Regions from separate parts of the Sus scrofa genome. Here region 1 is linked to region 2. The links are chromatin contacts, called in public HiChIP or PLAC-seq maps. All regions are on one chromosome and are shown on one strand. The core of a region is the stretch at or near the end of the contact, and the rest is flanking DNA. Distances in the headings are between cores, read along the strand shown. Region 1 holds the start of PIR (pirin). Region 2 holds the start of LOC100621626 (carbonic anhydrase 5B, mitochondrial).

The links. HiChIP or PLAC-seq counts read pairs in DNA pulled down with a chosen protein or histone mark.
Region 1: an H3K27ac HiChIP or PLAC-seq map of alveolar macrophages shows a contact between it and region 2. The contact joins the promoter of PIR here to the promoter of LOC100621626 in region 2. A contact is called at or near these places in 2 of 2 datasets of contacts at active chromatin or transcription factors (alveolar macrophages and skeletal muscle).

What each region holds. Positions count from the first base shown.
Region 1 is chrX:12,029,590-12,036,883 of Sscrofa11.1, reverse strand. It overlaps PIR (pirin), which reads left to right and starts at 2,255. Exons shown (of 10, transcript XM_005673448.3): 1 at 2,255-3,428; 2 at 5,223-5,362. The coding sequence starts at 5,267.
Region 2 is chrX:12,221,562-12,228,558 of Sscrofa11.1, reverse strand. LOC100621626 (carbonic anhydrase 5B, mitochondrial) reads right to left here and starts at 4,434. Exons shown (of 6, transcript XR_002340663.1): 1 at 4,192-4,434.

The sequences.
Region 1 (7,294 bases), core at 1,006-3,505, 190 kb after region 2:
TTTTCTCATTTTAGGTCTTCTAGCTTTTCAGGCCTGCTCCCCGCAGCGGCCTCGTTCTGACAATTCACACCCTTGCGCTTGGCTCCTCTCTCTGACTGGCCTCCCATAGTCTCAAGAAAAAAGGGAAGCTCTCCTGCCTGTTTCAGTTTTGGAGCCAGAGGAGATTCTGATTCCCAAGGAAGCTTGGAAAAAGTGATAAACCGAAAGCATCATCAAAAGTATGTCAAGTCCAGTATAGAAGCAGTAGAAGTGGGTAAAAACATACTGGGAAGCCACGCTCTCCCATTTTCTCGCATTGGGAAGCTGTCCTAAATGCTACATGTGACAGAGGACACTTTCGGGACACCTGCGCTTCACAGGCTCTGCCATCGCCAGTGGGATGCAGCATTTCAACTCTCAAGTCTAGTTCAGTCAATTCGTATCTTACTGGCTGGCCACATGCCTCGGTGATAACATTTAGATGGACGGAGCCACTTTCTGAAAGGGTAAATATTTTTAAGCGTTTTCCTGTAGCCCAGAGAGATTTGAAAAATCCACCTCATCTTTTTTTCTTTCTTTCTTTTTTTTTTTTTTTTTTGTCTTTTTGCCATTTCTTGGGCCGCTCCCGCGGCATATGGAGGTTCCCAGGCCAGGGGTTGAATCGGAGCTGTAGCCACCGGCCTACGCCAGAGCCACAGCAACACGGGATCCGAGCCGCATCTGCGACCTACACCACAGCACACGGCAACACCGGATCCTTAACCCACTGAGCGAGGCCAGGGATCGAACCTGCAACCTCATGGTTCCTAGTCAGATTCGTTAACCACTGCGCCACGACGGGAACTCCTCATCTTTTTTTCTTTTTCCCACATGAAAGCATATTTTCCAGTTATCTCTTTTCACAAAATGTACAACCTGGAACGTGAAGGGCTTAAAACAATCGTGTTTATTTGCTCACAAGCCTCTGGGTCCAGAAGTTGGATGTTCGTGCCTTGTCCACATGGCGTCAGCTGGGGCACCCGTGGCAGGAGGAGCCACTTCCCAGATGACTTGTTTGTCTGTATGGCTGGCACTGCAGTGTCCTTGGCCTCTGGCCCCTTCCTCACACGGCGTTTCTTCTTCCAGGACCTTTCCACGTCGCGTGCTGCTCTCAGAGTCCTCGCTCTTCTTACATAGCAGCCGGCTTCCCAGACGCTGGAACCAGAAGCTGCCAGGCCATTTCAGAGCCACACCCAGAATTGGCACAGTGTCCCCAAGGAGGATAAACAATGACCTGTAGGTGGGATGACCGCCACATCAAACATCTCACCCAAACCTGAGGGGACAGACAGGCCAGATTTCCTAGAGGGAGTCATGTGGAGACTGAGAGCTGAAAGAGGAGTGGGGATGAGCCAGATCAAGGAGAAAGAAAGTTCTAGGCACAGCAAGCCAGTAAGAGGGTGAATGCACATTCTAGAGCTTAAAAAATTCAGCATAATGGAAAGAGGGTGTGTGTGTGTGTGTGTGTGTTTGTCCTTGAGCAAGTGTCAGCCTGCTGAGTGTGGGGCTGGGTTCAAGACATCGCAGGGCTTTGGCTTGAGGGCAATGAAGGTTTGAGGCAGCTATGCCATTTCCCTGTGTCTTGGAGAATGCTCTGCTAAGCAGAGAAGATAGATGGTGGCCATCAAAATGGGAAGCACTGGATATGTTTAAGAGATATTTAAGAGAGAAGAGGAGCGGAATCCACAGACTTTCAAGATAGAGGAGTTAACTTTTTGATAGGCGATGCAGCAGCTTTTTTTTTTTTTTTTTTTTTTTTGATTTTATGGCTGCACCTGTGGCATATGAAGTTCCCGCGCCAGGAATCAAATCCGAGCCTTTAACCCACTGCGCCAGGCCAGAGATTGAACCCGTGCCACTGTAGTTGAGTTCTTAACCCACCGTGCCACAGTGGGAACTCCAGAAGCATTTACTAAAAACCAAAACCTGTCAGACAGAGCGCCCTTGGTTCTGTTTTGTTTGGAGACAGCTGCAGAGCTAAGTATAATGATGATAAATAGCAATATTATTTCATTGCACTTTTTGTATTCATGGCAGCTTTCTTTTTTCTTTTTTTAATTCAATGAATTTTACTTATAGTTGTACAGCTATCATCACAACCTAATTTTACAACATTTCCATCCCAAACCCCTAGCCCATCCCTCCCTCCACAACCTGTCTCCTTTGGTAACCCTAAGTTTTTCAAAGCCTGGGAGTCAGTTTCTGTTCTGCAAGTGAGCGCATTGTATCCTTTCTAGATTCCACATATAGGTGATGGCATGTGACTTTGTGTCCCACTGTCTGACTGACTGCGCTTCACATGATACTTTCTAGGTCCATCCATGTTGCTGCAAATGCCATTAGTTCATTCCTTTTAATGGCTGACTAGTATTCCATTGTATATATGGACCACATCTTTTTATCCACTTCTCCGCCGATGGACATTTAGGTTGCTTCCATGTCATGGGTATTGTATATAGTGCTGCAGTGAACACACCGGTACATGTGTCTTTTCTAGGCATGGTTTGCTCTGGATAGATGCGCAGGAGTGGGATTGCTGGATCAAATGATAATTCTATTTGTAGTTTTTTGAGGATGCTCCATACTTTTCCATAGCGGTTGCACCAATTTCATGTGTGTTATCTCGTTTAGCTTTGACTCATTTAAGTAAAGCGGAAAGGGGGGATTTGAGCCCCACATAGAAGGAATGGAGTCCTTATTCCTCTACTAACTGTTCTCTCAGAGCAGGGGTTAGTCTGGCCCACTACCTAATTTGTAGTGCCTGTGAGCCAAAAATGGTTTTGAGGCTTTTAAGTGCTTGAACTTAAAAAAAAAAAAAAAATCAAAAGAAGAATAACACTTCATGACAAGCAAAAGTTACGTGAAATTCAAATTGCAGTAACCATAGTGAAAGTTGTACTGAAACAGCTGCGCCCGTTTACTTACAGGTTGCCTCTGGCTCTTTGGTTGCTGCCCAGGCCCCTGGAGCAGCCTCCACAGAGAACACCTGCAAAGCGGTGTTTACTATCTGGCCCTTTACCGACTCCTGTTTTAGAGGAGGCACTTTCGGTCCTTTTTCAAAACCAGGCAATGAGCTTTCGGGTGTTTACAGAACAGAAACCGCGCAGTGGCTTCTGCACCCCCCACGCGCCCCTGGGAAAACTCTCTAAACTCCCGCCCCTTTGTAAGGGGCCAACAGCGGGCAACTAGCCATCGTGTACCGCTCAGGACCTGCCAAGCTCATTTAATTCTCACCACAGCCCCCACCAGGTTGTATTGAATTATCATCGCCATCTCCATTTTACAGTGGAGGAACCCGGGGCCCAGAGAGGCCAAGCCACCTGCCCTAGGTCACGCAGCTGGAAGTGGTGGAGGGCGCATTGGAACCCTTGTAACCAAGCTCCGTGGGCTGCTTACCCGGCGGACTCCAGGTAAAGACACATTTCCTAGTAGGTCGAGCTGGGCCCTTGGCCCTGAACGGAACGCCTGCCCGTCCTACCCACCCCACCCGGGGCCCCCGCACGCCGCTCGCCGCGGGGGCCGGAAGGGCGCGGGGCGGCAGGGCAGCCGAGCCGGCGGGGGGCGAGGGAGCGGCGGGGGGCGGAGCGAAGGGATCGGCGCGGCGGCGGCCTGTCAATCAACGCGGGTGGCCCCTGCCCCGGGCCCCCGAGAGCCACAGGCTCTCGCCTCTCTGCGGCCGCCGGCGGCGAAGCGCTGAGTCACCGTGAGGCAGCTGCGCGGCGCCCCGCGAGCCCGCCCTCGCCGCGCCCCCGCGGCCGCCGGGACCGGAGGGAGGACCCGGGTGGCGCCCGCGGGGCCGGGCGGGCCAGGCCGGCGCAGGCGGTCCGTTGGCAGGACGCCGCCCTCCCCGCCCGCTTCGGACTCTCGGGGGAGTCTCCTAGGGAGCCGACCGGCGATGCTTAAATAGCCCTCTGCCCGTTTGGCTCTTTGCAGACGACATTTCTTTCTGCAGAGCCTCGCGTTCTGGTAAGTATCTCCTTAGTGCTTCACGTGCATAAAAATGAGTTGTACGAGTCTGGAAAGACCCAGAAATAGTTCACATGGGAGGCGGGGGACGGAAACTACTTTGTAGATGCCCGTGGGTAGGGGATGAGAGTTCTGTGGGGCTTGGAATATTGAGCTCATTTCTGGTGCCCCACAGGCCAGCACCCAGTAAGTACTGATTGCTTGCACGCCCCCCGGGGGCGGGGGGCACTTCCGAGTGAGCCTTGGCTGGCTGGAGGGCGTGGGCTGGAGTAGAGTGAGTGGCCGCAGCTCCCATTCTCCGTGCACTGACTGCAGTCCTTCGAGGTAGGCAGTCTTCCTGTTTCACAGGTGGAAAAAGTGAGGCACAGAGAGGCTTAGCCATTGGCTTCAGGTCACACAGCTGGTGTGTGGTGAACGTGGGATGCAGACCCAGGCTGTGTGGCTCCCAAGTGTAGGCTTCTTGCTAAAAAAGCATCTCTCTTGGTTTGAGTGGGAATATTTCAAACATGCCTTCAAGGAATGGATTATATATCATTTGGAGAACAGCTTTAGAGATGGAGGTTCTGTCTGCACACATTTGAAGTGGAAAGGGGATACTCGTTTTGTGATTTGTTGTTGTTGTTGTTGAGCAGACTTTAGACCCACGAAGAGGAAGTACTTTTGAAGTCAGGGTCTCGATGGGTCCTGAAGTACAGACACCTCCTCCATGAGCTTCCTGTGCTCTCCAAGGGGACTTCATGAGAATGCTCAGATGTCTTCCCATTTCACTTGGGCCTGAACTTCAGGGGTAGATGGGTCTTTGAATTTGATGACCCGCCAAGATCCCTTTCAGTACCAAGATCTTTGTCATGTTCAGGTGAGAGTCACAGGCTCTTGCTTTTTTCCCACGTGCCTTGTGTCGCCACACTAATCTCTTGGAGTTTATGGTACAACCCTCCTCATGGGCAGCGACAGAGCTGCTATTGCAAAATAACACGCTGGGAACCTAGTTAGTGCTCCAGTGTGTTCCCCATCTTGATTGTTTTAAAGCGCCTAGCCCAGGTCTTGTGCCGGGTAGTGATTAATAAATTGCAGCTTTGAGCATTTGGAGCAGGTGTGAATTTAATCGCCTGTGTTTTATAATCCTTGGGTGGCCCCTCCTTGATAATGTCTCTGTTTTTGAAAAATGTGTCTTAAAGTGTTTTTCTTACATTTTTGGATGACATCTCTGGTTGGTTGTCCCTCCCCCTGCCCTCCAGCCTCTACAGCTCAGCCTCCCACCACTTTCTGTTCAGCCGTGCACATGGCGGCCTCCAAGGTGGTTATGCTCTCGGTGCTCAGCCGGGAGCAGGCGGAAGGGGTCGGAGCCCGGGTCCGCAGAAGCATCGGCCGACCTGAGGTAGGCTGTTGGGCAGCTGTTGCCTGCTGGTTTGGGGAAGGGACTGTGGGACACTGAGGGGAAGCTTGGGAAGAGAGGGCATGAGGTGATCAGGAGCTGCCCTGCGGCCGGAGGCCAGAGGGGCTGCTCTAGACTTAGCAGTTGGGGTCCCCCTTGAACCAGCCCCAGCCCCAAGGCTTTCTGCAACAGGGATTCAGCAGTTCTGAGCAGAAGGTGCAGCTGAAACGTCTGTGCCCTCCCCCCCAGCCCCCCCCGCCCCTCGCACACCCACGACCCCTCCTGGGTTCATCTGTCAGCCTCAGCATGCATGTCACCAGCCACTCCCACCTGACACCCCCAGATTTACATGCCCACCGGTCAGAGCACTAGGGAGAAACTCGGGCCCAATTCCAAATTCCCATGAGAGAGAATCCTGTTGGCTTGGGTCAGGACTCTCCCTTTGGCCGGTCAGCCATTGCCAGGGATGCAAGTTCTTAGAGAAGCTGCTGAGACCCAGCTCTGGACCTCTCGTGGGGGGAAGGTGGGGGCTTCTCTCAGAGAAGGTGATCATAGGTCAGATAGAGGCCTTTCAACATTAGAAAGCACTTGTATTTGGAAATCATGGGCGACATGGTGTTGCAGACAGGAAAATCTTATATGCACAGAAAGATAATCAAATGGTGGTTATAGTCCAAGGAATACGGTGCCCAGCACCATGCCAGATTCCAGAAACAGAATTCTGCTTATTGAGGTATAATCAACATTAGGTTCAGGCGTGCAACACTGACTTGGTGTTTGTTTATATTACAAAATGATCGCAAGTCTAGTTGACATCTGTCACCATACACAGAGAATTGTTTTTCTTGTGACGAGAACTTTTAAGATCTACTCTGTTAGCAGCTTTTGAATATGCAGCAAGTATTAACTACAGTCACCACACTCTACATCCCATTCCCATTTATTTTAGAACTGAGAGTTTCTACTGTTTGACTACCTTTATCCATTGCGCTCATCCCCCCTCCGCATCTGTCAACAATCTGTTTGTTCTCTGTATCCACGAGCTTGTTTTTCTGTTTTTAGATTCCACATTTAAGTGAGATCATACAGGATTCGTCTTTCTCTCTCTGACTTCTTTCCCTCAGCGTAATACCCTCAAGGTCCATACGTGTTGCTACAAACAGCAAGATTTCAGTCTTTTTTATCGTTGAATAATATTCCATCACACACACATTTATATGTATATATGCCACATTTTCTTTATTCACTCATCTGTCAGTGGACACTTAGGTTGCTTCCATGTCTTGATCGTTGGAGATGATGCTGCAGTTAACATGGGGGTGCGTATATTTTTTCAAGTGAGTGGTTTCATTTTCTTTGGATACGTACCCAGAAGTGGACTTGCTGGATCATATGCCAGTTCTACATTTAATTTTTTGAGGAACCTCCCTCCTGTTTTCCATAGTGGCTGCACTGGTTTGCATTCCCACCAGCAGGACACACGGGTCCCCTTTACTCCACATTCTCTCCAACACTTGTTATTTCTTGTCATTTTGAGAATAGCCAGCCTAACAGGTGTGAGATGATAGCTCATTGTGGTTTGGATTTGCATGTCTTTGATTAGTGATGTTGGGCATGTTCCCCCCCAAATTTTTTTGGCTCTTTTTTTAAGGGATGCCCCTGTGGCCTATGGAAGTTCCCCGGCAAGGGGTCGAGTTGGAGCTGCAGCTGCCAGCCTACACCACAGCCACAGCAACGTGGGATCCAAGCCGCTTCTGTGACCTATGCTGCAGCTCATGGCAAGGCCAAATGCTTAACCCACTGAGGGAGGCCGGGGATGGAACCCGCATCCTCATGGATACTAGTCTCGTTCATTACCACTGAACCACGACGGGAACTCACCCCCAAAATATTTTTGGATAAAGGAAGAAGTGTATTAGGGAAATGGATGCTTTT
Region 2 (6,997 bases), core at 3,185-5,684:
AGATGGAGGAGGCGACTTGCATGACAGGGTGAATGTACTAACTGCCCCTGAATTGTGCACTTCAAAATGGCTAATGCTGGAGTTCCCGGCGTGGCTCAGTGGTTAACGAGTCCGACTAGGAACCATGGGGTTGCGGGTTCGATCCCTGGCCTCGCTCGCCGGGTTAAAGATCCTGCGTTGCCATGAGCTGTGCTGTAGGTCGAAGATGCAGGTCTCTCTGGCGTTGCTGTGGCTGTGGTGTAGGTCGGCGGCAACAGCTCCGACTCGACCCCTGGCCTGGGAACTTCCATATGCCACGGGCACGGCCCTAGAAAAGGCAAAAAGACAAATAAAATAAAATAAAATGGCTGATGTTATGTTATGGGAATTGGATCTCAATAATCAAATAATGCACGTGGTATGGGAAGGAAAACACACACCAAACCAGTTCTCAGCGGGCGTTAGTGCCTCCTCAGAGTCTGCCTTCTCCTGCCAAAGGAGGCCTCTCAGCGATCTGGCCTTGACTGGGGTGCAGATGTGCAAAAAGGGTCACGGAGGGGACAAGACACACGTCACTTACGGACTTGAACTTTATTTCTTCACACCGTCCTTCCCAAAGAGTCTAGATACAAAAAAAGCATGTGACTTCCAGCGATGCTGAGCAAGGGGGCGCACAGTCTCGCGGTGTGTCCACTGAAAGCAGTAGTGCCTATCACTACCCCGCAAGGCACCACGGAGGCCTGGGGCAGATCTCTTTATCGCCGGCTCCACACAAGCCCTGTGCTGGGACAAGTACTGCAACATGAAGGACATGTGATGACAAGCTCGCCGTTGTTCCTGGTTTTGTGTTGTAGGCATCACTCTGCCAGAGAGCGCGCACAAAGAACTCAGTGAGAGGAGATGCATGGTGGCCTGGCTAACTTGGGCTGTGCTGTCAAAACCCCAGAGTGGGTGGCTTAAATACATTTATTTCTCACAGTTCCGGAAGGTGGAAGTCCATGATCCGGGCTCTGGCCCACCGGACTCCTGGTGAGAGGTATCTTCCCACGTGCAGAGGGCTGCCTTCTCACATGCCCGAGAGGGAGCTGGCTCTGCTCTGTGCCATATATGGACACGAATCACATCATGGGCACAAACTCATAACCTAACCCTAATCTCCTCACAAAGACGACTTCCTAATACTGTGACACTCGGGTTAGGGCCTCAACCTATGGACTGGGCATGGGGGTAAGACACAAACACTCAGTATGTAAAACCCGGCTGCCACAGTAGAGGACCGCCAGGAGCTGTGTGGATCCCACAGAGGGTCCTCACCTCTAGGCCTAACTCCCTACCTGGGGTCCTTAGGATTATAAAATTTAGCATTCAAAACATACTAATACTGACTATTAAATAGGCTCCAGGTGAATCCTGGAATGTATGAATGTAGACTACATTTTCTCATTAAGTTGTATTTTGTAGTACAGGCACAGGAAAGATGTGACCATGTGCTGGCTGGGTTCCAGGGTAGGTAATCTTTCTTTGCCCTGTGCCCTTTGCTATCACTGATTATTTATGTCCTTGGATTTTACTTACACTTTCCTTATTTACAGTTTTTCAGAAAGAATAGATTCTAAAAGACTTTTTTTGTGTGTGTGTGTTTTCTAGGGCAGCATCCGTGGCATATGGAGGTTTCTAGGCTAGGGGTCTAATCAGAGCTGTAGCCGCTGGCCTACACCACAGCCACAGCAACGCGGGATCCTTCACCCACTGGATGAGGCTAGGGATTGAACCAAAACCTCGCGGTTCCCAGTTGGATTCGTTAACCACTGAGCCATGACAGGAACTCCTAAAAGCCTTTTAAAATCATTCAGAGATTGTGCATTTGTTAAATGCCTTGGCTCTTAAACCCCACCCAATTAAGTCACTTATACTTATGCAGAACACCAAAAAAAAAAAAAAAAAAAAAAAAAACCCCAAACAAAAGCTACTGAAGGTTGTTTTCATTTCTACAACTACATAGGGAAAAAAAGTCCTTTATTCTTATCAGACTGACTTTCTCACCTTCTGATTTAGAAAAGAAGACAACTTTTTGCAATTCTCTGGAGTTTAAATTAGAAGTTATAGCTCTGTATCTCGACTGAGAAAGCTCAGCTCCCTACTGTCACCCACATCTCTGGGAGTCTCATGCCAGTCTGGGGCTGCCAAGTGTTCCATTTCTATAATTGCTTAGTGTGCTGCAACTAACTGCTCTGCTGCAATGATATGAAAAGCATTTCCCTCTTTCCATCAGATTTCCTCAATATTCATATTCAGTCAAAATTTGCTCAAGATTTATTGTGTTTCAACCCTGAGTGGAGGGTTTTACCTTGCTCCAGGGCTAACAGAGCAGGTGTGTACAGGCCCAGAAATGATGCCCTTGCTGCATTTGGTCTTTATGTGAATTTCAGACCTGGTATTGCATTTACAATTTCTGAGCTAAGTAGGAAAGCCTTATAAAGTTGAAAAGTTTTCATTTCCAAAATATTCAAGAACAGTGTAGTTCCTTATCAGGGTGAACTATGGTGCACTGCGGTCCTCAGTGCAGGCTGAGAACACAGACCCCTCTGACGGATGTGCAGGGTTAGCTTATGGTAGTGTGTGGAGCAGCTTCTTTCACCAGAAATTTCTGACTTCTCTCCTATTCCAGCAAGACCTTCAAACAGCAGAGTGATGGCCACACTGTCAGCAAAAGGATGAAGAAGAAAGAGAAAGCAATGGGGTTTACAGTGGTTGACAAAGAATTGAGTTCTAACCAAAATAAAATGTACACATCTTCATTATCTCCCCATATTTTTCAAGCTTCCTCAGCAAAAATAAATGCTAGGGAACTACACATTAATAATAACGACTTCCCAGCATCCTCAAAGCTGTAACTTTTATTTTTTAATTCATGCCAGAAAGAATCACAACCACTAACAACGTTATTTTGTAAGTTCTTCCCCCCTCTAGTTCTGGGCTGGGGTACAAAAGGAAAAGGAAAGGAAAAATAACCGAGGAGGAGAGAAGGCTCAGATGTGTCCACACGACACGGCGCTGATCCCTTGCCCTGGGGTTGGTTGCGAGTCCGTCCGTAGCCCTTGGCATAGCCAGGGAAAAGGTCAACAATGCAGATCGTAGTGAATGCCAGCTTGCTGTGCCCCGGTTTCTAAAACCGCAAGTCCCCCACTTCCAAAATTCTCTAACAGCTGCTCTACCGTTAAATGCACAAAACCCGGACGCGGTGTGGTTTTCTGAAGACCTCATAGCGGAGGAAAAGGGTTGAGAGTAGGAAAGGAGCAATTCCCTGCCTCTTCCCCCACATCCTGGCGGGACCAACACCTGTCCTCGTTCCAGGGCCCAGTGCAGCACCTGGTCGTGTGCAGGAGGGTGCCTGTTCTCTTTGCTAGGCTAGGTTCCCCTGCTGTCCACGCTCCATATCGCGATCCGACCTTACCAGAATGTTTAGCTGACCGTAAACCCCTCTGTTAGCTACCAGAAGCGGCTAATGTGCGCGGCCATATTGAACACGCCCCTCGTCCCGCCCCTTACGTCACACGTCATATACGCAATCACGTCACGCCTTCGTTCGCCCGGCCCACGTCCTGACAAAGCCTGAAGTACTGCTCCGGCAAAACTCCCCGCGTCGGAACCCGAACTTGTTTTCCGACGAGCCAGGGTCCGGGTCTGCGCCTGCCCTCCGCCCCAACTACGTCTGTGCTGCCATGGCTGCGGGCATCCCGCTCCACTCAAGCGCCTGCGCGCTAACTTGGTCCCGCCCCTGGCCTCCGCTCAGGCCCATCCCTACTTGGAGCTGGGCCATCTTTGTCGAACCCCCTGAGTGCAGCAAAGCCACACCCCCAGGGACGCGCCGCGTCCCCACGTTCAAGGTACGTTCTTACGCTGCACCTACACAGGGCCGTCCTTTTTGTTACGTCACTCGCGTCCCCTACACTACCCCTGGGACCGCCTTTCCATCGGCGTCCACGCCCCTGGACCCTTCTTCCTTGCGCTTTCCCCTTATCCTCCGGGCCACACTCCTTGCGCAGACCCCAAGCTCCTCCCTTGTGTCCCTCTCTTGGCTTTCCACTCTGGTAATTCCTCCGTTCTCTGCCAGAGCTCCCCGCTCCCGCAATCTCGACCGAATCTGCCTTGCCCTTACGGGCAGCTGCGCCACGCTCTTCACGGCCTAAGTCCCACAATTTCAGGGCTTACCGCTTGGCTCGGCCTAGGCCACGCCCCTCTCGACGTTTGCCGTCGCTGACGCTCCTTCCCACGGTGTCCAGGCCCCGCCCCTCAGTCCTGGGCCCCATTTTTTCTCTTCTAAGTTCTCCTCTCCTTTGTCTTGGCCAATCCCAGCGCTCAGCGCACACCCCACCTTAAGATCTTGAGATCCTTGTTGGGCACCCTCACTCCGCGCGTGCGCATTTCCCTACACTTCCGTCACGGCTGCTCACCGCATTCTCAGACCATCCACTTGTAGTTGCACACTGGCCAGGTCCACGCCTCCTGCTCTCCCTCTGCAGGCGGAGCCTGGTCCTGGGAAGCCGGAGTGGAACAGCCAGGGCCCACGAATTTCCCGAACTAAGTCGCCCAGGTCTCAGAGCTAGATGTCAGAGCCATTTATAGAGTGAAACAAGCCTGCATATATCTGATCCCCGTCTAAAAACAGTCTTTCTTCATATTTTTCCCAGTTCCAAACACCACATCTCTAGGAGCAGAAACCAGATAGGAAACATAACTGAGGACCAACTGGAACTGTGTTCCTACCAGCTCCTCAGCTGACTTTAAATGCTAGCTGGCTGCACGCAGTAAGCACACCCTTCTACTTCCTGATGTCGCCTTCACACGACTTTTCCTAGGCACCTAGTGCCCTCCTGCAGTCTAGGGCCTGTGGAGACAACAACACCACACTTAAGATCTCTGCCCCTTGCTCCGAGATTAATCTTCTTTACTTCATTTACAATTCTGGGTCCACAGGAAAAATGTGAGGAGGTTATTATTACCAGCTTTTTTTTCCTGTCCAAAAGTCTCTGAATGGCACTCCTAGGGAAAGGGCCCTTTCCATGAGCCATTTAGTTATTCATTGAAATCCTGTTTATGGAGTACTGTGTTCCAGTGACAGAGCAAACCTAAAGGAGTTTTGTTTTTTTTAAATCATCTTTATTCTCAAACACAAAAAAAGAAATGCCAAAACAAAAACTCCTGGAAAAGTTAAAAATGAAGCAAAAGAAAAAAAAGTAAATATTCACTGAAAGAAAGCTGGTATATTAATATTCATATCAGACAAATAAAAGAATAAGCATTAAAAGAAAAAGACTATCTACTGATAAACAATCCGACAGAAGAAAAAGCGTCAACATGTATGTACCAAAAACATTGCCTAAAATATGTAAATATAATATGTAAAACAAATATGTAACAAACATGTTCAGACTCGCAGGGACAAATTCACAATTTTTCCTTAAAATCCATAATACTTTAATCCTCCCCTCTTAGAAAATAGTAGCTAAATCTGACAGAATTAGTAAAGAATATTTACCAAGGAAACTTTTTTGTTTTTTTCTATTTTATTTTTAAAATTTGTTTAATGATTTTAATTTTTTCCATCATAGCTGATTTACAGTGTTCTGTCAATTTTCTACTTACTGTACAGCAAGGTGACCCAGTCACACATACATGTATACATTCTTTTTGTCATATTATCATGCTCCATCATAAGTGATTAGATAGAGTTCCCAGTGCTATACAGCAGGATCTCATTGTTTATCCATTCCAAAGGCAATAGTTTGCATGTGTGAACCCCATATTCCTGGTCCATCCCACTCCCTCCCCCTTGACAACCACAAATCTGTTTTCCATGTCCATGAGTTTCTTTTCTGTGGAAAGGTCATTTGTGCTGTGTATTAGATTCCGGATATGAGTGATATCATATGGTATTTGTCTTTCTCTTTCTGACTTAATTCACTTCATATGAGTCTCTAGCTCCATTCATGTTGCTGGCATTATTTTGTTCTTTTTTATGGCCGAGTAGTATTCCATTGTGTATATATACACCACATCTTCTTAATCCATTCATCTGGCGATGGACATTTGGGTTGTTTCCATGTCTTGGCTGTTGTGAATAGTGCTGCAGTGAATATACAGGTGCATGTATCTTTCTTAAAGAAAGTTTTTTCTGGGTATATGCCCAAGAATGGGATTGCTGGGTCATAGTTCTAGATTTAGTTTTCTGAAGTACCTCCATCCTGTTTTCCATAGAGGTTGTGCCAATTTATATTCCCACCAACAGTGTAGGAGGGTTCCCTTTTCTCCACACCCTCTCCAGCATTTGTTACTTGTGGACTTATTAACAATGGCCATTCTGACAGATGTGAGGTGTGGTACCTTATAGTAGTTTTGATTCGCAGTTCTCTAATAATCAGTGCTGTTGAGCATTTTTTCATGTGCTTGTTGGCTGTCTGTATATCTTCTCTGAAGAAATGTCTATTCAGATCTTTTGACCATTTTTCCATTGGGTTGTTGGCTTTTTTGCTGTTGAGTTGTATAAGTTGTTTGTATATTTTAGACATTAAGCCCTTGTCTGTTGCATCGTTTGAAACTATTTTCTCCCATTCCATAGGTTGTCTTTTTGTTGTTGTTTTTTATGGTTTCCTTTGCTGTGCAAAAGCTTGTCCATTTGATTAGGTCCCATTGGTTTATTTTTACTTTTATTTCTGTTGCCTTGGGAGACCTAAAAACACATTTGTAAGGTTGATGTCAGAGAATGTCTTGCCTATGTTCTCTTCTACGAATTTGATGGTGTCTTATCTTATGTTTGAGTCCTTAAGCCATTTTGAGTTTATTTTTGTGCATGGCGGGAGGGTGTGTTCCAGTTTCATTGATTTACATGCCTCAAGGAGCTTTAGCTTGAAATTCCTCAGCTTGGTTTTGGATGCGACAAGAAATGATTAGAAAGGGAAGATGTGGTAAGGGGGTTGGTTATAGATGGAAAAGGACTTGGTAAATGCTGGTCTCTTTT